Linked DNA regions of Mus musculus: all the other regions are linked to region 4. Evidence: chromatin contacts called from public promoter capture Hi-C data. All regions are on one chromosome and are shown on one strand. The core of a region is the stretch at or near the end of the contact, and the rest is flanking DNA. Distances in the headings are between cores, read along the strand shown. Region 1 holds the start of Dnhd1 (dynein heavy chain domain 1). Region 2 holds the start of Ilk (integrin linked kinase). Region 3 holds the start of Tub (tubby bipartite transcription factor). Region 4 holds the start of Olfml1 (olfactomedin-like 1).

What was found. Promoter capture Hi-C pulls out the DNA fragments that hold promoters and counts their contacts.
Region 1: a promoter capture Hi-C map of liver shows a contact between it and region 4, with 5 times the contacts expected there. The contact joins the promoter of Dnhd1 here to the promoter of Olfml1 in region 4. A contact is called at or near these places in 3 of 39 promoter capture datasets (liver and pre-B cells).
Region 2: a promoter capture Hi-C map of liver shows a contact between it and region 4, with 4 times the contacts expected there. The contact joins the promoter of Ilk here to the promoter of Olfml1 in region 4. A contact is called at or near these places in 5 of 39 promoter capture datasets (cranial neural crest, frontonasal cranial neural crest, liver and 1 more).
Region 3: a contact with region 4 is called in a promoter capture Hi-C map of cranial neural crest. The contact joins the promoter of Tub here to the promoter of Olfml1 in region 4. A contact is called at or near these places in 3 of 39 promoter capture datasets (the 3T3-L1 cell line, cranial neural crest and frontonasal cranial neural crest).

What each region holds. Positions count from the first base shown.
Region 1 is chr7:105,648,693-105,656,126 of GRCm38.p6, reverse strand. Dnhd1 (dynein heavy chain domain 1) reads right to left here and starts at 5,351. Exons shown (of 44, transcript NM_001370803.1): 1 at 5,186-5,351; 2 at 4,856-5,055; 3 at 3,821-4,625; 4 at 344-505. The coding sequence starts at 4,919. It also overlaps a transcript of Timm10b not described here.
Region 2 is chr7:105,733,632-105,740,468 of GRCm38.p6, reverse strand. It overlaps Ilk (integrin linked kinase), which reads right to left and starts at 3,879. Exons shown (of 13, transcript NM_001161724.1): 1 at 3,753-3,879; 2 at 3,232-3,368; 3 at 127-292. The coding sequence starts at 3,320. Rrp8 (ribosomal RNA processing 8, methyltransferase, homolog (yeast)) reads left to right here and starts at 3,885. Exons shown (of 7, transcript NM_025897.2): 1 at 3,885-4,171; 2 at 5,413-5,779; 3 at 6,016-6,469; 4 at 6,572-6,701; 5 at 6,831-6,837. The coding sequence starts at 4,073.
Region 3 is chr7:109,009,283-109,016,304 of GRCm38.p6, reverse strand. Tub (tubby bipartite transcription factor) reads right to left here and starts at 5,425. Exons shown (of 12, transcript NM_021885.4): 1 at 5,167-5,425. The coding sequence starts at 5,204.
Region 4 is chr7:107,566,161-107,573,929 of GRCm38.p6, reverse strand. Olfml1 (olfactomedin-like 1) reads right to left here and starts at 6,497. Exons shown (of 3, transcript NM_172907.3): 1 at 6,036-6,497; 2 at 2,605-2,893. The coding sequence starts at 6,164.

The DNA of each region.
Region 1 (7,434 bases), core at 4,102-6,601, 1.9 Mb after region 4:
TTTCCCTAACATTGAGATTTCAGCATGTGATTCTTACATTGGAGTTGGATAAGGTCAGCATTAAATGTGCTTCCGAGGCTATAAATAAATGCTTTCTTCTGTCTACAAAAGAATAAGGAGCAAAAGTAAGAAAGGCACAATTCAAACAAAAGCTTGTAAAAGCAGAGAGGATCTGGAGGGTAAAGAGGAGGCTGAGAAGGGAAGACAGCTGGAAACCATGAGGCAGGAGAGGTGTGTGGACAGCAAGCAGAAGAGGGGGATAGGTTTGGAGACAAAAAGCTAGAAGGTAGCATGGCCAGGTATTGGAGGGGACTGTAGAAATGCCCTGGATCCAGGCCCTTACTTAAAGTGACGATCAGAAACCACATTGAGATAAAGGAAGTGGATCTTCTTCTGGGTCCAGTCTCTCTCCAGAAGGGATTTCACCTGACTTCTCAAGACGGGAGTCCTAGAGCTTTTCTTCTTGAGGGCCTTCTCCTCAGGAGCTTCAGAGGCAACCTGAAGTCTGCATGACAAGACAAATCAGGGAGAAAAGGCAGAGCAAAGAGATCAGTTCCTAGAGGAGAGCCTTACCATCACTAACCATGGAAAGCAGGCACTAGATCAAGCACCTGAGGGGACACACTATCAAAGCCTAGATAGTCTAATCTATACTCAAAGATGTCACATACTGAGCAATTATAGTCCATCATGCATGTTCATCAGCTATAGCCTGGGTATGAGAAACTCTTCTTTCTGATAAATGGTTCTACTAGACTGGTTGTGATTACTGCAGTCAATGTTATATAACATTGTATAAAGTAATAGGAAGGCATTATTGTACCAGCTTATAGGTTTTGATACTTGACCAAGTCCTATTAACTGCTATATCCATGATCATAAGATAACATTAAGTTCTAGGCTAGCACAACCAACTTAGTAAAACCCTATCTCAAAATACAAAGTACAAATAGGACTAAAAATTTGGCTCAGTAGTATAGCAGTTGCTTAGCATGCATGGGGGCTCAGGATTGATTCCTAGCATGACAAAAAGGAAAAATGTATTTTCTTAGTAGTGAGGTCACATAGTCACAAAACTAGAGCTATTGGTTCCTGAACGATCCCGAGTCTCCAGTCTCAATTCTGGGCTCATTCTGTTTGATATCACGGTACAAACAACTATTGTTCCCAACTCCCTAAGCTGCTACCCCTAGCTGCATGCTCAGCCCTGCCTATCCCCAGTCTCATCCCATCCTTCCTCCTTTGCCTGAACAAACTGAGCCTCTCAGCTCTGAACTAACTCCTTAGTTTCAGTTGCCTTTTCCCACACTGTCTTCCCAGTCTAGAGGAGACTGTGCCCTTTATTTTCTGCAAGGCCACTTTCTCATGTGTATGCTATATTCCTTATTGTGCTCCATATATTTTCCTCTTACTATAACCTGGTGATTCCTTTAGTCTACAAATACAGATGTGTTATAGGATATTTGATTACACTGAACCCCAAGATTGTGCCATTTACTGAAAAAAAAAACCAAACGGTTTCTAGTTGTGGTGTGGCTCAACCCTTTGATGACACCATGAACCCCAAGATTGTGTAGAAAAACCTGTTCTTAGTTGTGGTGTGGCTTAACCCTTTGCACATATCTTTAATCATTCTGGCTGGAACAGAGATACGCCCTTAGTATACATATACCTTTAATTCCAAACAATGAAGGTAAAGTACACATGTCTTAGAGTGATGTCTAATTGAGCAGCAAAGTGACAGATCAGAGAAAGATTTGACAGAATAAAATATGCCCAATTCTCATGAGAAGAGAGAGGAAAGGGAAGCTGCTTCAGAGTGCAGAGGAAGAGGAAGGAGGCAGTTTTGTCAGGACAGTGGAACAGAGGCAGGTTGCAGAGGGATAACAATCACGACACAGGTGAAGACAGAACGAGCCAGAGAATGAGAAGCAGCTGGACAATTAGAACACATTGCCAACGCTCGTTTGAGGCCAAGCAGAGCAATTTAGGAGAAGCCCAGAGAGGAAAGAATGAATCAGTCAGCTTGGAGAAGAGTTGGAGCTAGTACACTTGAATTGAACCAGCCAGTCAGAGCTCATTAAGAACTAGAAAGAGTGAGTTTATTCAGCACCAAGTCTCGGAGGCTGAAAACATTTTAGGCCTAGATAAGATTGTATGGAGACTTAGAAGCTCCCAAGACTAGGTGTAATTAGCAGACAGAGGCAGTGAGCCTTCCAGACAACAATTACAACAGGAGAATAAAAGATACTTTAACACAGAGTACCTACATCTCAGGTTCTGTGTCTTAAAGGCTGAAAATATCCCTCTTCTTTAACAAGAGTCTCATCCAGATGCCAGAATTACTTCAAACTCTGATTCTAGTGTCTTTCTCTCTTTCAAGCAGGTATTGATGAAGAATGAAATGGTGCTTCCACTGTCTTCCATTCATTTCCAAATGCACACTAGCATGTAATACAACTAACTGCTGCCCCACTGACACACTTTCACCTCCTAACCCACTTTACTAATCTAATGTCTATCCAAATTTTCTACTCCTACTGTTCCAGCCCCTTCCCTTCCCAATCCCATCCCACTAAGAGTACACAGGCAATAGCCAACAGCCTTTTGTTTTATACTACTTACTACAATTTGTTAATTATACCTTACTTGTTCTAATATCTCCCTTACAAAACTGTAAGACTGATTTCATAGGAAAGAACTAAATCTATTTGGCTAATTTTTTTACATTCCCAGCATCTGGATACATCCAAGTAGCAATTAAGTTATTAAATGAACCAAAACCTAGGAAGACAGTCCTGGAGAAGAGTAAACTGTATTACCTAGACCTCAGAGGATGACTGCCAAGTTCATACAGGTATGAGTACTTGATTCCTTCCTGATATATCAGCCCAGAGCCATTTCTGTTAAGGTCTTCCAAGAGTTAGTTAGACTTGGGCCCATGCTAGGGGCAGGAGGGAAGCTTGGCTGAGAAGATTGAAGCCAAATTGTTGACATTTGACACCTTCCTTCATAGTTCCAGGAGCCTGCCCACTTGCCCACCATTAGGGATCTGAGAGGTCACGAAAAAGTCACAAATTGAGCCCACCGTAAATTTAAGAGCAAAAAATGAGCAAGTAAGTCATGTTTGATTACATGCAAAGTTAGCTTTTTTCTGCCTAGAGAGTGAATATATCATAGACAAGTGACATAAAAAGGGAAAAGCAGGCCAGAGCTAGGAAGAAGTTCCTATACTAAAAGAACTCCTAGAAGGGATCTTCTAGGCATTCTGAAATCCTAGGATTTTGGAAGCCAGATTGGGGGACTGGAAGGAATAGATCATTACTCAAGGGGCCACCCTTACTGTCAGATCATGAAGTTGACATAGAGGCAGTGCTTTGCTTTAGACCTGGAATAGTTCACATAGACCTGTGGAGGAAGACCACCCAGGCAAGCACTCCCTAGAGTAACCAAAGACCCCATATAGAGTTCCTAGGACCAGCACAATATATGCCCCAAAGTATGTTTTGGCAAATATAAATGACCAAGAATATGAACCCCAAAGAAGCTTCTGGCACCGTCTGAGAAGACTGGAAACTACAAGGTCAAGTTTTGGCTTCCTAATGGCTGCTATTGATTTCAGTGTTTCCCTATAGATTAGCATTGAGACATTAGCTTTGTTTTTGCAAGTGAAAAAGGTGCAGCCTAGTCCAGCTCACTTTAGAGGTGGGCTAATCCTGAAGAGCCATGAGGAGCTGGCTCAAGAAGCCAGTAGCCCTGCAGGCACCTAAACTAATTCATTTTATCTCTTCTACTTAAAGCCCCAAACCATGCCACTCACTTTCTCCCAGCAGGTTCGCCTTCTGCCTGCTCAGTATCACTGCTTTCATACTGTACAGGGATGTCTGTAGCCAGTGCCAAGGGCAAAAGACTAAGGCTGTCCAGCCATGGGGTCTCTTCTAGGGCCACCTCAGCACCAACAATGCCCAGACAGTGCTGTAGCTCAGGCAGTGTCAATGGTCGGAGCCACGTGGCCAATTCCTTTTTTTGTTGCCGGTCCCACTGGGCCTTCACAAAAGGGCATGCTGAGCATGGAGGCCCTCGATGAAACCTCTTCATCCATAGACCACAGTCAACATGGGAAGAACTATGTAACAAAGAACTGTCTGGGGGAAAGGCCTTGTCTATGGCATCTAGCAGGTCCAGCTCTAGCCGGGCTTGGACCTTGGGTGCCCAGCAGTACAGCTGCTCCAGGAAGGGCAGCAACTCGAGTTGACCAGCTAGCATCTCACGGTATGGAGGCAACAGGCCCAGTACTGCATGCAGATAGCGCCAAGCTTCACAACTGCCATCCTGCATCACAGCTGAGAACAGAGACTGAAGCTCAGACAGCAGCAGCTTCAGCAGTGTCCGCTGCTCTGATTCAACCACTGCCTTGAGATCCTCCTGTTTCATTTGACAGTCCCAAGAGTGTTCTTGTCCGCTGCAGCTACATCCAACGAGCCCAGACTGAAGGGTATAAAACCATGGGTTTTTCTTCTCTTCCAGAATAAAGTGGAGGCAGGTATTCAATTGCTGTCGAACAGATCTTGCCCACAGCTCGGGGTCCAAATGCCAATTCCAGGCTTTTGGCTTCTGGGTCTGACCTGTGGGACCCAGCGGGGGGGGGGGGGGAGGGAGGGAGGGACATGTAGAAGTTCTGGCTCTGGGCTGTGCCAGTAGGGTTAGGACAGCAAGGTGGATATAGAGTTGCAGAGCATAGGAAGACCAGTAGAGGGCCCTTACTGAGCCACTCACTGTCAAGGACTAGCACAAGTCCAAGAGGGAGCCCTCCCTGCCCAGGAGCTCCTTCCCACCCTCCAAGGCCTCGTCTCACCTGGCCTGCAGGATGTAGAAGGCATGGGAAGGGAAGGGGGACTGGTCTGTGAATGAGGTTTCATTGCGGAGCGCTCCCTGTCGTGAATGAACTTAGACTCAGTTCCAGTCACTTAACACAGAGACCGATACACGCTTGCAAAATCTTTGGAAAAACTGTGTTCACATGAGGAAAACTTCAGAGTGGAGGCTGGCAACCACCTTGAAAAGGAAACACAAAAGGGTTGTCACTCAAAGGCAGCAAAGCTCCCGTCCCCTGAAGCCTTTACCACAGACTGAGAAGGTCCAGAGTGCAAAGCCGGCTACTGGGTAGGGAAGCAGTTTAGGACACCTAGCGGAAAGACGTGGCAGAAGACAGCTCCCGGTGCGCCAGTGGGAGGGGCCTCCCTAGGCACTGGAAGAGCTGAGCCACTGAGGGCAAGGGTAGCAGATCCCAGAGCCAGAGCAGAGGACTCAGCTGCACCACCTGCTCCCAGCTGTTAGAACCGTTACAGAATCCTGGAGGCCCGAGCCTCAAATCGGAGCTAGAAGGAGAGTTCAACAGGCATGTGGGAGGGGCCTGGGGGCGGGACCGGGACCCAGGCCACACTAGCATACTGCTTTTAACCTGACACCCCAAAGGCCCAAAAAGAATCTGGCTGAGCGGGAGACTGAATGACAAGATTGATTTGGGGGCACTAACAGCATTAGGGGCGTGGTCGTAGGAAGCAAGTGTAATCCTAGGGACTCACTCGCTCACTGATTTTTCCCTCCCCTCCCTTGACAGCATATCCAACTGTCCCACCTCAAGTCCCAACAAGAAACCCGAGTAAGACAAACATCTTGTATCTCTCTCAACAAGCTACACATCTAGTAGTGAGTGGTTTAGTTATGAAAGAAAGAAAGAAAGAAAGAAAGAAAGAAAGAAAGAAAGAAAGAAAGAAAGAAAGAAAGAAAGAGAGAAAGGAAGAAAGCAACCTACCTCTGTTATAGATTTTATTCTAATCAGTGGAAATTTTGATAGGCCAGACAGTAAAAAGAGTAGACTTGGGGGAGGGGGGAGTAGGGTGTTTGATTTCATATATTTCAAGTTTTAAGTCTGAGATACAGATCTCACAGGTGAGAGGCATAGCTCAGTGGTCCAACACTTGCCTCATATGCTCAAAGCCCTGGGTTTAGTCTCCAGTCTAGAAATGAAAGCTGTCCTTGAAGTCATGACTCCCCTGCCTCAACCTCCTGAAGGAAAGAATTATATGTATGTGTCCAACTAGAAGTTTAGTGTTTGCTCTCACTTGAGTCACATTCAAGCTTGAGTATTCCCAGGACCATGGTTAGAGTGTTCTGCTTTCTCTAAGGCTAAGCAAATAGTCTTTGCTTTCAGGATCCAAGAGAGTTAGTTCATCACCTCCTCTGCCTAGGCCCATTACAACTAGTGAGATGAAGAAGAGAAGAAATCACACCTCTTTATGAAGGGCACAACCTGGAAGTTGCCTGTGTCACTCCTTCACTTGCCCTGACCTAGGCAAAAATAAAACTTTCACATCTAATCTTTTTTTTGCAAAGGTTGTGGTGGTTTGAATGAGAATGACCCCATAGGTTCATATATCTGAATGTTTGGTCCCTTGCTGGGGCTGTTTGGGAAAGATTAGAAGGTATAACCTTGATGGTTCATCTCACTGGTGGAAGGATTGTATACAAGAGTGAGCACTTTTCTCCACATTGTTCTCAAATTTTTATTTCAAGTTTCTGCTCAGGCATGCATCCCCTTATAGTGAATCCTTTAATTTCCCAGAAGTCAGCACTCTCCCAGGTCCAGACCCTCTTTTCCCCAAACTAATTTTACCCCATACTTTGATTGCTATCTCATATTTGCTTATCCATTTACCCTGATAAAAAATGTAAGCTCCTGGAGTTACAGAGACAAACTGTGGAGCAGAGAATGACCCAACAGGGGATCCATCCCATATAGTCATCAAACCCAGACATTATTGTGGATGCCAACAAGTGCTTGCTGACAGGAACCTAATATAGCTGTCTCCTGAGAGGCTCTACCAGTGCCTGACAAATACAGAGGTGGATGTTCTCAGTCAACCACTGGACTAAGCACAGGGTCCCCAATGGAGGAACTAGAGAAAGGACCCAAGAAGCTGAAGAGGTTTGCAGCCCCATAGGAGGAACAACAATATGAACCAACCATTACCCACAGAGCTCCCAGGGACTGACCACCAACCAAAGAGTGCACATGGAGGGACCATGGCTCCAGCCACATATGTAGCAGATGGCCTTGTCGGTCATCAATGGGAGGAGAGGCCCTTGGTCCGCCAGTGCCAGGAGATGGGAGTGGGTAGATTGATTGGTGAGCAGGGAGAGGGGGAAGGGGATAGGGAGTTTTTGGAGGAGAAACCAGGAAAGGGGATAACATTTGAAATGTAAATAATGAAAATATCTAATAAAAAAGAAAATAATAAACAGAATCATAACAGCAACAACAAAAACAAAAACATACAAACTCCATAGTGGCAGAGATTCTAATTGTTCTTATTGCCTCTTACTCTATCTCCAGTCCTTGGTGCTAAGTACTATGAATAGATGATTGTAAAA
Region 2 (6,837 bases), core at 2,630-5,129, 1.8 Mb after region 4:
CTGTGAGAGACTTGTGTCCAGGCATAAAGAAAGAAAGACTAGCACACATTCTTCACATGACAGTGCCTATTACTGGCTTCATAGTGTGTGTGAGAGAGATGTGGGTGGTGAAGGGTTTGCATGTACCTTCTGTACAATGTCACGGTGTCCATGACTAGCTGCCAGGTGCAGGGGGGTATCATCCCCACGATTCATCACATTAATCCGTGCTCCACGCATGATCAGCATTTCAACCACCGCAGAGCGGCCTTCTCGGCAGGCCCAGTGCAAGGGGGAGAAGCCATGATCATCCCTTTGAGAAAAGGGCACAGACAGTAAGCTGGAGTTGGGAAGGACAAAAGCTTTGATTCATGGGGGAAAAGGGATTCTATAGTCAGCGAGAAGGCTTGCCTCTTTAGGACTTAGCTCCTACTCACGTTGGCAATTCCTAAAGTTCAGTTCAGACTTCCCATGAGGTTCACACCCAAGCACCTAGATGCCCCAACAACTGTAAGGTTTATCACTGTAACCACAACTCCTTCCCTAGCAGTTCTAGTCCACTAGGTGATAGTATTCTTCCTGGGGTCCTCTGGCTTCCCTACTCTCTTGTCTTCCCGTTTGACAGTGCTAGGAACCATACCCAGGACCTTGTATACTTGACACATGCTTTATCTTCAGTTCATACGTCTTTAGCCACACCTATAATCCTTTGTTTGCGTTGTTTTCTCCTTACTGTAGAGTTCAACTGACTGGATTGTAAGAATCTGTTAATGTGAGCTATCTTGACTGTTGGATCATATATGCTTGAGGATGGGGTGAAAGCTGATGTTGTATGTAGGTTAATAGGGGAGAAGGCATACTGGAGAAGACAGGCTATAACTTAGGAGAGGAAACAAGCTTACTTTTGGCTCTGTTACTGAAACGAACATCTAACAATGGAATGGAACGAAAATGTTTGGGGGTACAATGACAAACATGCTTTTCATTACTGATGGGGCGGATAATCCCACAAACCAGGATGATCCTACTTACCAATCCAAAACTCAGAGAAAAATGTAAATGGGAGCTTTTGAATAAAAACCGTTACCTGATTTGTATTTTCATCCCCTAAGGACATATATTTTATAAAGAGAAGTGTACAAACAAAACAACTGGATGGGCTGGGTCAAACTGACAGCCTGAAGCCATAAAAGGAAATTCCCTCCAGCCCAGGGATGCAGATCTGAGGGGCGGAACAGGGGGCGGTCTGTGGTCTAGGCCTGCAGCCTCCAGATACTTTAGTGCTGTGGTCACTTCCTGTGAGGGGACTGGAGGAGGGGCCTTGAGCTGATCCTGGCTTGGTCAACTAGAATCCCCCAACAGCTGAAGGAAGTATGTAGCTTTAAATAATTGTTCCTCTAGTTTGCCCTCATCTGTTAAACTCAGCAAAGGCTTTTCCCGGATATAAGTCTATCCCTTGCTATCACTCTTGTCTCCCAGATTTCACATGTTCTGACTGAACAACTTCCAGAAGTCTGTGGCCTCCAAGCAAGCCCAAGCTTGAGGACGGTCACCTCAGGGCCTGGATCTCTATCTCAAGAAAGCTTTCAGGGAGTTAACCACCTCCAGCACCCACGCCCTGTCCCCTCAAGCCACCATAGCTTTCTGGTTTCCCTAATGATATCCTTCACCTTTTGACAGCAAGGAGTCTTCCAAGATGCCACTCCTACTGGACAACAGCCTAAACTTCTATTTTCTTACCAACAAAACAGGACAGCTTAGTTTTTACCAGAGCACACAAGTTATGTGGGAAAAAATGAAACAAATAACCTTGAATCTAGCAGAGAAATAACATACAGCCTAATGAAAGCTAGTGAAACCTAGCCTAGGACCAAAGATGATCCTTCCCAACCTAAAAAAAAAAAAAAAAAAAAAATACACTCTTATAGTCAGATACAGTGGCAACAAATGGGAATCCCAGCACTCAGGAGATTGAGGCAGTAGGATGGAGAGCTGGAGGCCATTCTGAATTACATGACACCCTGTCTCCAAAAGCAAACCAAAAACTACGAACTAAACTCTCAACACTGCACTTGTTGCTTCTGTTATCAGCCAGTATTTCAGAAAGTGTTCATAGTATCTGTTTCCTCACCTCCCATTCACTTTTCTCCCTGAGAAGCCTGCCATCTCTAGCGTGTAGATTATGTCTGATTCAAAGACTCTAGCAGCAACCACAAGTGGTTCCTTATGTGAAGGAACCCACTGTAATGCACTTTCCTGTTACTGTTCTGCAATAGCATTCAAAAGATCAAATTCATCCTAAATGTAAGTGAAATGAGACTTTTTAAATGCTCATCCATGCTCTTTAACTTCTCAGTAGCCTACAATTAACCACTCTTCTTTTATTAAAACATCCATTCTCTAATCTTAATCCATTTCTTATTTCTTATTCTGATGGTTGTTCCCTGTCAGCCAGGCTTCTCAACCTCTGCCTTTATTTTCTACTCTTCTAAGGTACTACATTCCACATTATAGAGTCTTCAGATACCATTTAAATGCTATTTGTGGCATCTTGGTCTCCCAATCCGACCTCCTGAACTTTAAATCTGCATGACTAACAACCTGCCAAGCGTTTCCAAGTCACTGTAGTGTCACCAAAACTGTGGCCAGTCCATAATGGAACCTCAGCAACTGCCAAGTATCCAAGTACCCAAACCTCCTTTTAAACCCCAGGTCATCTTTGACAACCCCTTCACATCCCATACCAACTCAATTACTTCATCCTTATGATTTTAGGGCTCTCACCCCAACCCTGTCTCAATTCTTGTATCCAAAACATCACTTTAAGGCAATTGCGTCCAGGGTGACGCCTGACAAATGGGTACTCTCATCACTACATAAGCTTCAGAACTTTAGACCTCTAATATCCTTTCCCACTTCTACCCAACGCTCTAGGGCGCAGAAACTCATCCTCCAGCTACATGTAATTCCAGACAATTTTCTGGCACTCAGGTCTGCCTCTGACATGAGTTCATAGAGGCTGCAAAGTTCCCGGGAACCGGATTGTGAAACTTAGTTTAAAAAAAAAAAAAAAAAAAACAAACCCAACTCCGACAGCTTCCTCTGTGTAGACGTTCCTCCATCAACAGGCTTTGCTTACTACTACTACTCCTTACACTGGATAGCAAAGTCAGCCGCCCCCGCCAGACATGAGCACCCCGAGTAGCGGAGAGAGGACTTGTAGCCGTCTCACTCGCCAACGCTTCAGCTCACCCCTGATTGAGGTCGTTCTCTGTGTTGTCCAGCCACAAGCGCACCGCCACCGCGTTGCCCTCCCGGCACTGAGTGAAAATGTCGTCCATAGCAGCGTCCCGGCACAGAGACCCCGGGACTGGGGAAGCCTCGGGGGACTGAGGGAGAACAGAGACAAGAGAATGACTCTCTGTGTGAGTTCCCTCAGGACAGAGGTGTCAGTGCTGGGATGGGGAGCGTCGCGAGAGGGACAGTGGTTGTCTATGAAGGGCTTCGGGCAGCGGACGACCCCTTGGCTCGAGGAGCAGGAGGGTCTGGGGGTGTAGGGTAGACTTTGCTAGTTTCCCGAGTTGGTGTCAGCCGGCTCTGAGCCCCGGCCCTCGAGCAAGGCTTGGGGGTGGGGGAAGGGACCCAAGCTGCAAACACCCGGGGGAGGGGACAGGGGTCCTTGCCCGGCGGCCCCGGCTCAGAACTGCTGCAGAGATCGCAGAGACGGGTTTGCAAGACAGCGTGGGGTAGGGCGCGGAGCTACCCACACTCACCGGGACTCGGGCCGCAGGCGCCTTCTCCGGGGGAACTCCCGTCCGGCCGCGCCCGCCGCCCGGCCCCGCCCCGGCCCGCCCCGGCCAGCTCGGGCCAGCGCGGGCCGCGGTCCCTCCCTTCCGACCTCCTACTGCCTCTCTAGCTCGCCAGCGGCTACGCTCTATGGTGCTCTGCTCCGCGAAGGCCGCTCTAGCTACCACAGAATTTCACTCGGTGGCTTCCGGCCCGGTTTGGTCCGACTCCAGCCCTAGGATTCCCTGACGCGCGCTGCACGTGGGCCAGAGCGTAGGCTCCTCCGGCCCTGCGGGCTACGGGTGGTATGTTCGAAGAGCCCGAATGGGTGGAGGCGGCCCCAGCCATCGTGGGCCTAGGGGCCGCGACAGCACAGGTTAGGCCGGCGACTGCCCCGCCAGTCAAGGTGAGCGGCCCTGCACTGGGCTGTTTGAAGGAGGTGAAGCCTACCCTCCGGGGGTCGTATTGGTTAGAGGGAGAGCCTGAATGCTATCGTGGATCGGGGTGGTGAGGGAGTTAGTTATGATCTGAAGATCCGGATAGTCCAAATAGGAATGCGGGATTCGGAGCGTGGAGCGTGGAGCGCAGAGCTTGAAAAGTTTAAGTTTTTTGTACACTAAGGGTAGAAATCAGTAGAGTTGTTTTAGCAGTGGAGTGGCTTCTCCAAGTTTTCTCTCACCTGGCATCACTTTATATACTGAGGATCGATTCCAGGGCTTCAGCGTGGTAGATAAGCATTTATTACTGAGCTGAATCCGTAGTCTTGAAAGGATTTTTAGAGGATTTTTAGTGGCAGTGTAGAAAGTATATTAGAGTAAAGGCAAGTGACTGGGAGGTTATCAGAATTACTATTCAAAAGAGGCTCAAGGTAAGGGTCTAGCTGAGGACAAGCAGCAGGACTTGAACCCCAAATCAGCTTCACGGAAAGCAGGCCTTTTCCTTTGAACCTCATCAGATATGAGGGTTTCAGTATCCCCTTGGGGTGTTCCTGACCTTCAGTTAGCCCAGGATGTTCTGCTCATTTCTGTAGTCCATTTCTGCTTGTCTGTGTGCAGCTTCTCTCTACTGCAGTTAGGAACTTTTTTTTTTTTTTTTTTTTTTTTCGAGACAGGGTTTCTCTGTGTAGCCCTGGCTGTCCTGGAACTCACTCTGTAGACCAGTCTGGCCTCGAACTCAGAAATCCGCTTGCCTCTGCCTCCCAAGTGCTGGGATTAAAGGTGTGTACCACCACTGCTGGCCAGTTAGGAACATTTTTAATAGACATGTGTGACACTGCCCTTCCTGTTTCAAAACAAAAAAAACAAACAAACAAAAAACCCTCTGCTGCTCCTAGAATGCTGTCAGTGGGAGGCAAAGATGGCTGCTGTCTTGCCTTGGTCCTGTTGTTTGTGTGCTTATCACATTCCTCTAAGGAAATCAACAGGCAATCCTTTACACGCTTAGAAAAGTAGGATGGGAACACTTTCTGCCCTCCAGTTTCCCAGAGGGTGGGATTGCAGCCTGAATGTTCTGGGCTTGGCTGACTTCACAGCAAACTTGTTAACTTTGGATGGGAAGAACGACCAGTAGCTGAAGCCCATCTCTCCTTTCTTAGTCTCCAGGCCTCGTCCATTCTCACACACACTCTCATCCCTTGTTTGCCTCCAGGGACGCAAGCGCCGCCATCTCTTGGCCACATTACGGGCTCTGGAAGCAGCATCTCTCTCCCAACAAACCCCCAGCCTACCTGGCAGTGACTCTGAGGAGGAGGAGGAGGTAGGAAGGAAGAAGAGACACCTCCAAAGGCCCTCACTTGCCAGCGTCTCAAAGGAAGTAGGGAAGAAAAGAAAAGGGAAATGTCAGAAACAGGCGCCATCCATCAGTGACTCTGAGGGGAAAGAAATAAGAAGAAAATGCCACAGACAAGCTCCTCCTCTTGGTGGGGTCTCTGCTGGAGAAGAAAAAGGAAAGAGAAAATGCCAGGAATATTCCTCTTTACACCTAACCCAGCCCCTGGACAGTGTTGACCAAACAGGTATCAGTATGTGTGAATATGGGGGTGGGGAGGCTGTGAACTGACTGCATAGATGATAAAGGTCTTTCTTTCTCTTACATAAACACACACGCACGCACACGGGTTGGATGGTAAGAGGCACTTTTATCCAGGCTACAGACTCTGTCTTAAGGACAAGGGAGTAGCCAGGATGACTTGCTATGCCTCTGAATTTAGGGGACCAAACCTCAAATGCCTTCTCATCTCCCTCTCTGCAGTTCACAATTCCAGGACGAGTACTGCTACAATTGACCCATCCAAGCCAAGCCCTGAGTCTATGTCACCTAACTCCTCACACACCCTGAGCCGCAAGCAGTGGCGGAACCGGCAGAAAAATAAGCGGAGACACAAGAACAAATTTCGGCCACTCCAGACACCAGAGCAGGCTCCTCCCAAGGCTTCCATAGAGGAGACTGAGGTGCCTCCTGTCCCAAAGTCAGATAGTCAAGAGTCTAGAGCTGGAGCCCTGCGAGCACGCATGACACAACGCCTGGATGGGGCCCGATTTCGCTACCTTAATGAACAGTTGTACTCAGGGCCCAGCAGTGCTGCCCGACGCCTATTCCAGGAAGACCCTGAGGCTTTTCTCCTTTATCACCGTGGCTTCCAGAGACAAGTAAAGAAGTGGCCACTGCACCCAGTGGACCGTATTGCCAAAGATCTCCGCCAGAAGTAATGGGGGTGAGGGGTGCTATGCACTATGAGAGGGGTGGTGTTGGTGATCAAGACTTTGACCAGACCAGTAAGTGGCCCTCTCCTCCCTTCCACTCCCAGGCCTGCATCCTTAGTGGTAGCTGACTTTGGCTGTGGAGATTGCCGCCTAGCTTCAAGTGTCCGGAACCCTGTGCACTGTTTTGATTTGGCTTCTCTGGACCCCAGGGTCACAGTATGTGACATGGCCCAGGTAAGCCCCTCTGTGTGTCTGGCCTAACCCTTCTTCCTAGTCTTCCTATCCGATTATCCAGTTCAAGCATTTGGTGCTGAATTTCCTCTTCCGACACTGTGTGCTCTCTTGAACATTCTTCCTCATCAGGTGCCTC
Region 3 (7,022 bases), core at 4,176-6,675, 1.4 Mb before region 4:
CCAGTTTAGCTGCTCTATGCCAGGGTCAAAAAGGCTGTAACTTCAACTCCCATAGAGTCAAGCTATCTACAGCCATTTACACCGCTGGAGGGAATCAGTCTAGGGACTTCTACTGTAGGCTGGGAAAGCCCAGTATGACCAGACCACTGTTTTTAGGAAACCTGTTTCCATCCTTCTCTACATTTTACATTCCACTTTGGCTTTGTTATTTTCCCTTTCTTTTTTTTTTTAATTGGATATTTTCTTTATTTACATTTCAAATATTATCCCGGTTCCTGGTTTCCCCTATGGAAAACCACCATCCACTTCCCCCTCCTCCTGCTCACCAACCCACCCACTCCCACTTCCTGGCCCTGGCATTCCCCCATACTGGAGCATAGAGCCTTCACAGGACCAAGGCCTACTCTTCCCATTGATGACCGACTAAGCCATTCTTTGCTACATATGCAGCTGGAGCTGTGAGTCCCACCATGTGTTTTCTTTGGTTGGTGGTTTAGTCCCCGAGAGCTCTGGGGGTACTGGTTAGTTCATATTGTTGTTCCTCCTATGGGGCTGCAAACCCCATTCAGCTCCTTGGGTCCTTTCTCTAGCTCCTTCATTGGGGACCCTGTGCTCAGGCCAATGGATGGCTGTGAGCATCCACTTCTCTATTTGTCAGGCACTGGCAGAGCCTCTCAGGAGACAGCTATATCAGGCTCCTGTCAGCAAGCACTTGTTGGCATCCACAATAGTGTCTGGGTTTGATGATTATATATGGGATGGATTCCCAGGTGCACACAGATGATATGCACTCACTGATAAGTGGATATTACCCCAGAAGCTCAGAATACCCAAGATACAATTCACAAACCACTCAAGGAGAAGGAAGACCAAAGTGTGGATACTTCGAACCTTCTTAGAAGGAGGAACAAAACACCCACGGAAGGAGTTACAGAGACAAAGTGTGGAGTAGAGACTGAAGAAATGACCATCCAGAGACTGACTCACCTGGGGATACATTCCACTTTGTAATCTCCAGCTAATCCACTGTTACTATCAGAGGCACAGGCACAGGGCAATGTAGAGACAAGACTCAGCCATCTGTATCCACGTCTGCTTTACAACCTGTAAACCCTTTCTGTCTACATCCTTCCTTCCCTCAGCAGCAGAAGCTGCTCGGAACCCAGGAACCAGAGCAAGGGGCTCTAAGGACAAGCAGCCCTGAGTATGAGGCTGCAAGTCTGTGCCGAATGCCAGAATGAGGGAAGTGCATATCTGTAGCTCCCACTGCCTAGCAGCTGCGTGGCACATGGCTGGAAATGGGGGCACTTCCATAAATGGAGAGGAGCTCTCAAGTCCGAGGATGAGCCATCGGCAGCACCTTTCCGGCCAGGGGTTCCTAAGCACAGTAGGTAAATTAAAGCTACTGGTGGCCTTGGCCTTGGCTTGCTAATTCAGAACTACTGGGGGGACATAACAATTTTGTTCTTTGAGGCAAGTACCATAGGGTTCTCTAATAATCAGCCATGCAAATGACTTTTTGTAACCACAGCTGGTAATCTTTAAAGAATAAAAAACTAGTTTCCAGAAGGAATTGCTTGAGATTGTCAAAAATAGACGCCTGAGGTTAAGCCTGGCAGCAGAACTGAAGGTGTGTGTGGACGTGGGGGGTGGGGGTGGGGTCTAACAAGATCCAAAAGGGCGGGAAACCCAAAGTCTTGCTTAGACTCAACACAAGGAAGCGCTTTCCATTCACAACTGGCTGATGGAAGATGCTTGGCAGGAATACATACATACATACATACATACATACATACATACACACACAAAGAAACTGTAAGGGCCTGGGGAGCCCATGCAGCCTGAGATTCTCTAGGGTGGGAACTGTACCTTTCAGGGGTTCAGGAGGCCTCACTGTGATGGGACCAGGAAGTCCAGGAATTCCTAAAAGTTGTCTGAAGTTTGACAGCACTTTGATTTATAGAGGTAGCATTTTCTCTATGCTGGGTAGTGCTGGAGGTTCAGCTAGATGTCACATGAGGTGCCTGCTCACAAGGAGTTCATGATTTGGTGAAGAAAACCCTGGGCACTGCAGGCAAGAACACTGAGAATGGGTGTTAAGGAAAGGCTCTGCATTTAAAAGTGCTTATTCCTCTTGCAGAGAACCTGAGTTCAGTTCCCAGCACCCACATGGCAAATTTACACCTGCCTGTAACTCTAGTTCCATGGGACCTCTTGCCCTCTCCTTGCTTCCATGGGCTTCCATGTGGTACACATAAATTTACACAGGCGTACACACACACACACACACACACACACACACACATGCAAATAAACAACCACCAACTGCACAGGCCTATAACAGGCCTGAAGCTACAGTCCTTCCTTGGAACTCCACCCACCTACAACTTATAAAAAAGCTGCAGAGTCAAACATTACAGGCATCTAATACTCTTCAAGAATACAGGTAACAGGAGATGGGAAAAAATGACTCTAGTTGTTGATCTTTATAAATGGAATGGCTCCCTTTTAAGTCAGAATGTGAGCTTAATCCATGATCATTAGAAACTGAGCCAAAATTACCCCTAAGAAGATTAGCACCAACTATCACTGCTTTGAGGAAAATGAGCTGAGCCAAGGGAATGCAGGATGCAAGAGAGAGAGAGAGAGAGAGAGAGAGAGAGAGAGAGACAGACAGACAGACAGACAGACAGAGACAGAGAGAGAGAGCCTTTCAGAAGCGCTAACAAGTCAGTCTCTCTCCCCCATACACCACATTCCAGTCTGAAGTGCTGTGGCATTAGGGAAAACCTCACACTAGGCAAAGCACGTGTATGCATGCTGCCCCCTGCCTAGCTGCCAAGAACTGTGCTTTGTCTTCTGTCCCAGTTTTCTGCCACCAGACAGACCTGTGGCTTTGCCTGCAATCCACAGCCTAGTGATGCAAAGGGCCATTTGGATCGCCTCTCAGCACAGGTCTTCCCTACTAGGAAGTCTATTCCCAAACCCAGTGCTTTTCCAGGCTCTGCGCATGCTCAGAAAGACTGAACAGGGCAGAGGAGGCTCCTCCTGATGGCAGCCCACCCCCAGCTGAATACCCACTCTCCCCACTGCACAGAACAAGAAGGCAGGTGACAGGAAGGGAGAGAGGAAGCAGGGTGGGCCACAGGGTGCCAAGCTGCCTTCAGGGCTAGGCTTCCAGGGTGGCAGGATTCTGTGCTTTCAGCTGAGTGTGGGAGGGAGAATGGGGGATGGTTAGGCTTAGGCTGGGTTGAGTGCCAATCACCCATTTCAGGATATCAATGCCCTGGGCACTTGCAATAGAGTTCTCAGAGATAATCCTATCTCCCAGAGGTCTCTTTTCCTAGGCGCAGACTAAACCCTCTTAGCTTGAGGTAGATTTTTTTTTTTTTCTCTACAAGCTTTGCAAGTTGCTTTAGTCCTTGGGTCCCTGGTAGAATCAGTCTTGAACCATAACCAGCCAAGCCTTCCATTTTGCAAAACCTAAGCACAGCATTATTGCCACAGTCACAGTGTAGCCTGTGGCTGGCCACTACCCAACAACTGATCTCCTTGAAGATACTTCCACAGCACTATTGTCTGTTCAGTCCATAGGCACTGCCTTCCACCTCTGCTGGCAGACAAATGGTCAGAGATACTCTGTAAGGCTGCACATGAGTCAAGAAAATACCAGAATGGCCTCAGCACTATCTGCACCCTCATCCTGGATATATGTCAAGGGCACATAGTCTTCTGAGTTAGTACAACTCAGGCCCCAGTTCCCAATTGGAGGTTTCTCCCTTATCCATGTGAGACTGAGGTGTGGGCTCACATGTCTGCAGGAGCCTGTGTATGACTCTCTGTCTACATGTGTCTCTGTGTGTGTTGGTGGTAAGACAGAAAATAACTCAAAAAGCCCCCACAGAGGCTGAGCTCAGAGGCAATAATTATTCTCGAGAAAAAATCGCTGAATTCCCAGGCCTATGACAGGTGCCTGTTGGTAGAAAGACCCGCTTTTAACAAGCTTCAGGCAGTTCGAGCTGGTTTCTAATTGGGGTTCTGTCTGGACCGACTCTTTGGAAGGACTCTGTCAGGATCACTTTCCTTCATGGGCTATGTGGGTCCTGAGTGTCTGATTCTGCAAACCAACAAATGTGCACCTGGGTCAGCAATAAAAAGTGGGTCTTAGCAGTCCAGCTCCCTTTTTACACACATGCCTCTTCAGGAGGCTTTAGAGACAGCCCGGTAGCCCATGGCAACTAGAGAGCCAATGAGTGGCCACGGATGTGGCGCTGCTATGGCAATGAGCTCTTTTCCCTGGTAATAGAATTGAGTAGTGGATGGAGAAAGGCCTGCACCTGTGTGAGGCTGGAGACCACCCCTCCCCCACCACCCACACAAGAAAACCCGAGTCTCTCTTAGGTCTGCCCAACCAAGTATCCAGGAACAGGAGGTTGGTCAATGCTCTTGAGTGCACGTGAGCGTGTGTGAGAGCAATTCTCTGAATTGTGAGCTAGTTCCACTAACAAGCATCTCTGAAAGGTACTGAATAGTACTTATGAGTAGGTAATACGGTGTATTCCTATACGCACAGATTTGAATGTATGCACCTGTGCAGCCCCCAAATTAAGGTCTACTGAGATATATGGGTACATGTAAGCTGCCATGTGGCCTGGGTTCTAACCATCTCAGCAAATCCATGCTTTGGGGATATGAACTGAACAGCAGGGACATATTTGGCCCAGCGCGCAGATGCTCTGTTTGTGTGCAAGCGTGAAGATGCAGGGATGTGTGCGCACAAGCTATCCAGACGCATGTCCTGGGTGCTGGGCCTAGGGGGCGGCTGGCTCACAGCAGTTCCTTTCTCCATGTGCCACCCGACTCAACAAGGCTAGAGATCTTTTAAGAAGCTTTGGGTGTTGAGAAGGGTGGAAAAGGGCAGGTGGCTTTGAGGCCCTCAAAGTTGGGATGGAAAAGCCCGGCACCTCCAACCCGCGCTCCCGGTGTTGGAAAGGAGACTGAGGGAGCAGTACCCTGCCTCCAGGCCAGATGGCCCCGACCGACGCTGCATCCCGACTCGGAGGATGGTGGGTGCCCTGGCTGCGCGCTCCCGTCCTCCTCCCCGCCCTCAGCGTTGGAATGGGGGTCCGAACATGCCCTGGAGCCGGGGAAGCCGGGCCCGCGTACCTGTAAGGAATCCAGTCGGAATGCGGCTTGGAAGTCATGTCTCCCGGGGGCGGGGCGGCGGCTGCGGCTCCGGTGGCCGGGACCGCTCGGGGCTGGCGCGGGGACCCTGCTCAACTCTCGGGCCGCCCCGGGCCGCATCCTCCCCGGCCCGACCGCTGGGCCCCGCCGAGGCCCTCTCTGCACGCCAGGGCCCCGGCCGCGGGCTCCCAGAACGGTTGTCTGTGCGCGGTGCAGCGCTCGGGAGAGGCGGCGGGAGTGCGCGGGGCACCGGGAGCGCGCGGGCTGGAGCGCGCCTGAGGCGGGAGAGGCAGTCCGCACCGCAGGCGCCGGGTCTCGCGCCCCAGGCTGAGCCCTGCGTGGCAGCCGCCGCCCCGCCCCTGGCCCCGCCTCGACGGAGACCCCACCCTGGCCGGTGGATGCAGACCGCGCGGGATGCCCACTCTCTGCCGGAAGGATGCTGTCACCTAGCCTCAGTTTCTCCCTCTAGGACCTCAGCTATCCCTCAGTCCTTGACTATCTCAGATTTACCCTGGACTCAACTCAGGGAGCCTCTGGTCTGAGTACTGACTGAGTCCCTGTTTCCTTCTCAACTTCCCATTTCATGTGCCTGCCTCCATAACCTTCTGATCTTTAGTTAAGTAAACGGTGTTTCCTCTGCCTGGGTCATTCTTTTGGACCTTACGCTTCCCATCCACGTTTCCACAACCAAGGGAAGAGTTCTGTTTACGGTTGCACTCCAGGTCCTTAGAAAGTTGGAGCATTAGCGGGCACAACAGCTTTGACAAGCAAATATTTTATCCCTATTTCCCAGGGAATGAAGTCTGAGAAATGGCTTGACCGAAGGGCAAGGAACAAGGAAGTGTTGGAGCTGAAGTTGAACCAGGGTCTCTCATCTCTCAAAGCCCTTTTGGAGGGCAGCAAAATCTCAAGAAAGATCCTCCTAACCTTGAATGCTGCTGAGATGGCTGTACAGAGGACCTACATTTAATAACAGGCAGGGGAGGGAAAGATGGAAGATCCATAATAGGGCTAGATGGAAGAAGGGAGAGGCCAGGTATCCAGCAACGTAGGAGGCTGGAAGGCCAGCCTGAACCTCATAATGGGGATCAGGGAAGGGACTACTGATGAACACAGACCCTATACACTCCTCAAGTGTACCTTAGGCTCAGCAGCACCGGATATGCAGTAGAGCCTCCATGGAGAGATATTCTGGCAGCACTGGGAGGAGTGTGGTAATGACCCCCATGTTTAGGGTGGGTCTCATCTTACTGCCCTGGAGCCAAGCCAGAACCTGCCCCTGGGGCTTATTCCAGCTTCTCAGCCTTGTCTGACCCATAAACTACAAATACAATAATGATGATATATGGACTGCTTGGTGAGCTATCAGGGGTTGGGGCTTTGTTAGGTGAGATTTAAATAACTTCATTAACGACTGGCCTAGGAACTGTATATATATATATATAGATAAATAGATAGATAGATAGATAGATAGATAGATAGATAGATAGATAGATTTTTTTTTCAGCAGAGGAAATGAAGCACAGAGAAGACAAGCACAATGCTCAAGGCTGCACAGGTAGTCCTCGGTGAAGCCAGCATTCACATACTAACTCCCAGTCCACAGTCTCCATCCTCTGCTTCCCAGTAGTCCATGTGCTGTGCATGTGTTTACTCTTAAATCCTTATCTGTCTAGAGTGAGATCTTAGCTCCCCAAACCCTGTTCACTTGGGTTATTTATTAACCTCCTAAGGGCTATTACTGTCATACTGGACCTCCCAAGAAAATCTCCCAAGAGTAGGGTGCAGTGTAAAGCTGCTGCCTGGTCTTCAGAGCAGCAGAGGGCTAGTTTGTCCCT
Region 4 (7,769 bases), core at 5,248-7,747:
AGCCCCCATGAAATTTTATTTGAACAATGGTCTTAGCACCAAACATTGGGAATGACTTTAAAATCCAAGGCATTCACTACTATTCTAAATCATGTGTGTGTGTAAAAGAGGCTGAGATGGAGGGAAAAGTGGGGAGAAAGTTAAGATTTTAAGAATTTTGCTTAATCTTAAAACATTCCAGCCGGGCGTGGTGGCACATGCCTTTAATCCCAGCACTCGGGAGGCAGAGGCAGGCAGATTTCTGAGTTCAAGGCCAGCCTGGTCTACAAAGTGAGTTCCAGGACAGCCAAGGCTATACAGAGAAACCCTGTCTCGAAAAACAAAACAAAACAAAAATGTGTGTGGTTGAGAGTGTTAAATGCTCACATGTGTGTTTGTATGCACATATATAAATATATTTCTTTAAGTTAGAAATGGATATTTTATGGATACTTTAGGAAGAGAAGCAGTTGAGAGTGATCTAGGTTACTTTTCAAAAGGCCTTTTCTTTCTTTCTTTCTTTCTTTCTTTCTTTCTTTCTTTCTTCCTTCCTTCCTTCCTTCCTTCCTTTCCTTTCCTTCCTTCCTTCCTTCCTTTCTTTCTTTCTTTCTTTCTTTCTTTCTTTCTTTCTTTTTTTCTTTCTTTCTCTAAAAGATTTATTTATTTATGAATGCACTGTAACTATCTTCAAACACACCAGAAGAGGGCATCAGATCCCACTACAGATGATTGTGAACCACCATGTGGTTGCTGGGAATTGAACTCAGGACCTCTGGAAGAGCAGTCAGTGCTCTTAACCATCTCTCCAGCCCTGCAGAAGGCCTTTTTCTGTATAAAAGGACTGAAGAGCAGAGCAGATCATCTTGCTGCTGCTAACAAGTCGTGAACAATAATGAAAAGTATTATACAGAGAAACTGCATGAAGACCTTGTGACGATAGTGGGGATTTAGAAAGTAAGAGAAGTAGTAAGGACACTTGCACAAGATTCAGACATGTTCATCTAGCAACCTTCTGACAGTGGGAGGCAGCAAGGTTTGGGTCAGTTTTAAATAGCTGTTGTTGAACCAAAGCTCCAGAGATGACAGGCATGTGAGTGGCAACTCTGCAGACACTGGATACCTGTGCCTGTGGGTGGGACAGAGAAGGGGACTAGAGGAACCATGAACCCCAGTGTCAGGAACTCTGCTGCACTCCAGCTAGAATGGGAAAAGGGTCACCTCAAGGCAGGTCTGCAGATCTGAGAGTACCCCGGAAATAGGGAAAGCTCAGGGACCCAGCTCCATGATTAGGGCTTGGTGGCCTGCCTGTGACCCTGGGCGAAAGTTCAGGCACATTCTAGATCAGGCAATGTTAGCATTCACATTGTGTTCCCAGCACCTAGAAAACTTCTAAGCAAGCTAAGTAAATGTCTATTCTTTATAAAGTATCTTGCATGATTCAGTTATAGCAACAGAAAACAAATGAAGATGTAACGGCTTGGAGAAAATCTACCTAATCATACATGCTTCCAAACTACTCTTGGGGTTTCTATCTAAACAGATTTCATACCAATCAATTAATGACCTAAGCCCCAAACTTTGGAAGTATTCTGGATTCACATCTCTCCTTTATCTCCTTCTTTCAACTCCCATTTACCAAAGTGTATGGATTTCAACTCTGAATAGCTTCAATCTACCAGCTCCTTTCTGTCCTGTAATAGAAACCTCATGTTGAGTCATTGTTTGATTAAATTACTTCAGTACTCCTGACTGTTCTCCCTTCTCTGGTGGGAGTTTCCCAAATTTGAAGGCATAATTAGTACATAAATAGTCTCCCTGTTTGCAGTGAAATCTTTTCAGAATACAAAATACACCTGGGGGCCTTGCTTCTCTTACTTTTTAAAAATTTTATTTATTATTTATATAGCATGTATGCACGCATGTATGCCTGCAGGCCAGAAGAGGGCACCAGATCTCATTATAGGTGGTTGTGAGCCCCCATGTGGTCGCTGGGAATTGAACTCAGAACCTCTAGAAGAGCAGTCAGTGCTCTTAACCTCTGAGCCATCTCTCCAGCCCCTTCTCTTACTGTTTTAATGAAACGGACTCATGCACAGAAAAATCTCCTCAGCTGTGATGCTTATTGTAACATGAGCTAGCAGATACTATTCCTGATAGCCTAGAACAGATACTGATGGGTCACACAAAGGACAAATTCTGCAACGATACCATCCCAGACAGCACACAATAGCAATGTGCTGCAGTACCCAGGCCTGAGGTTTGGTTGTCACAGTTTCTAGTTTCAGACTGTTACTTGTCACATTGGCAGCGCTTTCTGTTTTCAGGGCTTTTGATGTAGCCCACAACAACCTGCCACTCTCCCTAGAAAGAGCTGGGACTACTTGGCTCTATTAAACCAAAGTCTATCAGGAGAGGACCCCCAAGCTGCCTCTTATACCGTAGACCTAGCCTTTCCTAGGATCTTTAGAAACTACCAGAGAAAGGAAAGCTACTTCCTTGAAGTTGGATTCTGCTGGGACACCCGACCCCTGCTAAGCTTCTCCTGCCCATACACACAGGGATATCCCCAGTCTGCATCTCTCTAGATGGGACAGGCCCTAAAGGGATGGGAGAAGAATTCCTTACTTGTGTTCAACAGGGTTCGGATCTTCTTTTCTTCTGCTTCTTCTTGAAGCAACTTTTCAGCCAGTGTCTTCTCCTCAGATTCAATGCAGAAGTCAGCTTCTCGCAGGTACTGCAGGTAGTCGATCTCCTGCTGGGCACGCTCCACTCTTAGGGCAAGGTTTTCCACTGCACTCTTATATTCACTTGTGTGGGTCTGACACCTCCCCAGCATGATGGATATGTTTTTTGAGAATTCCTGGAAGTCTTGAATATATGCCCTTGTTGTTTGGGCACATTTTTCCAGCCCTTGCTTCAAATAGAAAAGAAATCACCAGAGTTACCAAATTACTATAATTATTTAAATGATTCAAGTACTACTAATAGTTATCATCCCTAGAAAAAGATTAGTAAATAAGTATAAATAATCAAGAGGAGATTTTCTAAATATCTGTTTATTTTAACTTGCTAATTATTGTAAATATTTAAATACCATTATCATTTTATAATTATAGTAATATATTATTATATCATAGCACACACTAATTTTTGTGCTGACTATAGTAGTTAATTAACAACTACTATACAATTGTTATACATATGATATTTTGATGTGAAATGGCTAAATCAAGCAAGTTAACATATGTATTTTGCATTTTTATATATTTTGTAATTTGCATATTTACTTTTGAGGATATAAAAAATCTATTCTCTTAATTTCTAGATATGCAGAATATTGTTATTATCTATAGGAACAATGGATTTCTTGAACATTTTCTTTCGTGTGAGGAGTGTGTGTATATGGGTGTGTGTATATGGGTGTGTGTGTGTGTGTGTGTGCCTTGTGTGTGTGTGCCTTGTGTGTGTGTGTCTGGGTCTCTGCCTATGCAGGTGCACATGAAGAGGCACAAAGCAATACCAGGTATCTTTTACAATCGTTCGTTCCAACCTCTTATGCTTTGAGGCATTGTCTCTCATTGAATCTGAAGCTCACTGGCTGTGTAGACTGCCTGGCCAGTAAGCCCCAGAGAACTGCCTGTACCTGTCTCTATGGCACCAGGCCTACAGATGGGCATCTCCACACCTTTCTTTGATGTAGATGCTGGGGATCTGAACTCAGGTTCCTACACTTGGGTAGCATACTTTTCTAACTGAGCCATTGGCCTATCTTCAGAACTTACTCTAATTAAACTTTTGTATTCTCTGATAAATATCTCCTCATTCCTCCTATTTCTCTATTTTTATGAGTTTGTTATTTTCAGATTAAATGTATAGTAAAATCATCCATTCAGTGTTTGTCTTGTAGGGGCTTGCTTATTTCACTTAGCATAAGATCCTGCAAGTTCCTTTACAGTGTCGTGTGTAAGCTTCATTTTAAAGGTTGAACAACATTCTAGTGTGTGTATGTACATGTTATTTATCTGTATGTAACATAATTTTAATAAGATGTAGCTTCTCACTGCATTGAAATCCCATTATTTGTTCCATTAAACAACTTTCAATGTCCATTTAGTTTTCAAATTTTTTCACTCGATGTTATTTCATATTATTTCCAGAAGTGAGTTTCAGTCCCTCACATCTATATATTTCACTATATTTCCAGAAGTGAGTTCCAGTCCCTCACATCTGGCACAGAGCTAAGGATAGAGTAATAGTCAAAGAATATTTGGTGAACGGAAGAATTAGTGAACGGAAATGGGACTGCTGGGTCAGTGTTAATAGTTAAAGCTCACTTGGCAACATTGACTAAAACCTTCCTCACAAACAGAAAACCTTTTACTCATAATCATGCAGAGCCTTTTCTCTTGAAAGAGAAAGAGATAGAGACAGGAAAAGTAGTTGAGAAGACAGAGACAGAGACAGAGAGATGGAGAGACAATGGATATTAATAATTCACAAGTCTCTATTTCCCCTTTCTTGCTCCCCCACATTCGCCTTGCAGACAGGCCCTGTATCCGTGTGTTGTCAAGCCTCTGCACTGGCCAGAAATGCTGCTGCCTGGGATTTGTCTCTTCACCACCAGCCAGAACCTAATGGTCAAAGAAGGACCTATCTTTATCTTCTACAGATCAAACATATCTACACAGCTACAGAGCTACAGGGGGCAGAAATGCTGCAAGGCAGTTTGTCTGCAGACACCCTCTGGCAGGACCACGGGGTAATGCACACGAGTTTAGCTGCTGCCAAAGCCCGAGCACAGTTTTGGCATTTTAGGCAGGTGAGGTTGGCAGCATGTCCAGGAAGGGAGCAAGAAGTGCTGTATGAGGCCCAGGGCCTGGGAGTGCCTTATCTACAGATTCCAGGCCTCCACCTGCTGGATGGACAGTATGAAAAACCACCTTTGGATTGTTCGTTCCATGCCCTTATTTTACTGAAACTATAGATAGATGGCCCCATCATTTGGGCTTACAGATTTTTTTTCAGGAAAATATAGAAAATAAATATTTGAGATAAGACAGTCATAGACAGAAGATGCATAATATGCCAATTCAACTTGCATAAGAGCAAAGCATTGCAAAGTAGAAGATTAAATTTATTCCTAAAAACCTGACTGGCCTATAAAAATATTGAATTTTGTTCACTTGTTGTTTTGCTTTGGTATAGAGTCCCACTTAGTCTAAACTGGCTTCAAACTTCCTGTTTAGCCAAAGATGACTCTGAAGCCCCTGATCCTCCTGCCTCCACTCCCTGAGTACTGCTGTTACAGCTGATATCATAAAACATACCTGGTTTCTGCAGTGATGAGCCTTGAACCCCAGGCTCCTGCACGCTAGGCTAGTTCTTACCAATTGAGTCATGTTCCCGACCCTGGGTTTTTGACTGTTCTAACAAAGTTCTACCTCAAATGCTCTCACTCTGTTTAACATTGCTGGGAAATCTCATTTCCAAACCCAAGTCCAGTTAGGAATAAAAAGCAAAAATCTATGGTGAGCCTCCATATGTAACACCACATTGTCTTATATTCACTTAACAGTTTATCATAAAAAGGAAAAGAGAAAAGCTGGAATCACTTAGCATCCCTATATAGTAAAAGATGAAGAAAACATGACTAGAGTTCTAATTCATACATTGAAGACTGAACTATTTGGTTTTGAATGTTCAACAACCTGAGAATTTACTCAGTGAGTTAGGCTATGTTCTGAGTATGGATTAATGACCCAAATAAAACATCCCTAATTTGAAATCTCTTTATTAAATCTGCAGAGTATCATTTGAACCTAAATTCTATCACTATGTCCATTTTATAGGTTAGAAAAACTGCCAGGGGAAAGTACAAGCGGCCTGCAATGGAGGTGGCATCTGAGCTGCTAGGCTATGCACATCTGTAAATGTCATCTTAGCAGTGATTCATTCTGTATCAGGAAGACATGCACCCTAGTTGACAGCAAAGTGGGGGCACAGCAGAGTGACTTCCAAGAGGCATACTCCCTGTGAAGGGAAGACAGGTCACCTACCTCGAGGACTTGGAAGCGCTGGTAGATGTAGTGTACCATGGCTGGGTCCTGGGCATGTTGTGGTGGGGGCAGAAATGCTGCAAGGAAGAGAACCAGGGAAGCAGAAGCTTCTTGAAGGGCCACCACCATCCTGCACACTTCCCAGGAACTCTGGTTCTCTAAAACGACTCAGGGGTCCGGGTGGTGATCTCTGGTTTTCTGTCTGCTGCTGTGGCAATTCCTTGGAAAACAACGCTTTGCATAGCCAGAGAGAACAAAGTCCGCTTGTTATTCTACCCGGTGCATGATCTCAGTTTCAAGCTGGTGATCAAGTCCAGCTGTTGGCAAGCCAGTCTCTGCAGGCCTTACGTGTTCACTTGGTTGCAGAGAGCTCCGGGGGTCCAGTGTCTGCTGCCCTCAGCTTGGCCATGCACAGACCCTCTCCAGGCTAATGGCTACTTACAGCTTCCAGGTTCAGAGTGTACGGGTTGGGGAAGGGGAGGGGAGGTCTTTTCTCCTCTCCCCTCCCCCAACTCTTTTACTTTTGGTTCCCTCCTCCTTAATAGACTGTGCAGTCCAATCGCAGGCCTAGCTCAACACAGGCCACCCCCCAAGGTCTCAGTGTTGGAATTTCAGTTCAGTTTCTGGCAGAAATTCCTAGGATCTTTTTCCAAGAAGTTCTGTTAGGAGACCCCACCTCTGTTTCTTGCATTCTCGTAGCTCTTAAAGGCATAGCAAGGAAATGTGAATGCTGATCTATGCCATCTCAGAAAAGTGTACAGGGCAGCATTGCTCTGTGGGCAGAGGGGTACAGTGGGCACAGGCCTGGCTACCCAGACCAACAGCTGAGAATTGTCAGGATTGAACTTAGAAGAAAAAAATTTTTTTCCTTTTTCTTTAGATTTATTTTTTAATTCATGTACACATGTATGCATGAAAATATGGGGCCCACAGTGGCCAGAACGTGGCCTCAGAGATTCCTGGGTCCAGAGTTACAATCTCTCTGATATGATTCCTGGGAACTGAACTCCAGTCCTCTGCAAGAGCAGCAGGTGCTTCTAACCACTGAGCCATCTCTCCTGGCCCAGAAGAAAATTTTTAGGATGAGAATGAATGATTGACACAGTGGTTTTTGGGACACTGAGTCATCAGGAAATGTAATCCCACTGTGAGAAAGTCCTCGAGTTTCCCATCATCAGTGTCAGAATTCCCATTAGCAGCAGCCTGGAAACCAGACCCTCAGGCCAGCTAAAGAGAAATCCCGTTGCTGGAGCAAAGCCATAAAACCTTCCATGTTTATGTTTCCTGTGCTAGTGCCTCCCCACCTTTACCTCTTTTTCCATAGGCAGGCCCAGGACCCCACCTCCATCTTCTGTTCTGTTTTATTTTGCATTGTTAATGAATCACTTTTTAAAATAGGGGAAATTGGAGCATTTATGGAATATGGAAAGAGCCCTGGTCGGGAGGTAGAAGACCTGAGTTTGCATTTGATCCATACACAAGTAGCTGAAATCTAAAATCTGAACATTTCTTATTGGTAGCTCTTGAATATCCTAGTTCTTAATAGATGTTCCTCTCTCCTCTTCTTTGATATGATTTTGGTCGCTAACTGGTTCTTCCCTATATCCTTGGTAATGTTCCAAGCACCATCTCCTTATTGTTAAGAACAATTGCTCTTGTTTCAGAGAACCATCTTTGAACTCCTTCCAAAACTGCCTGAACTTTAGCTAACTTCTCTTACATCCTTATTTAAAA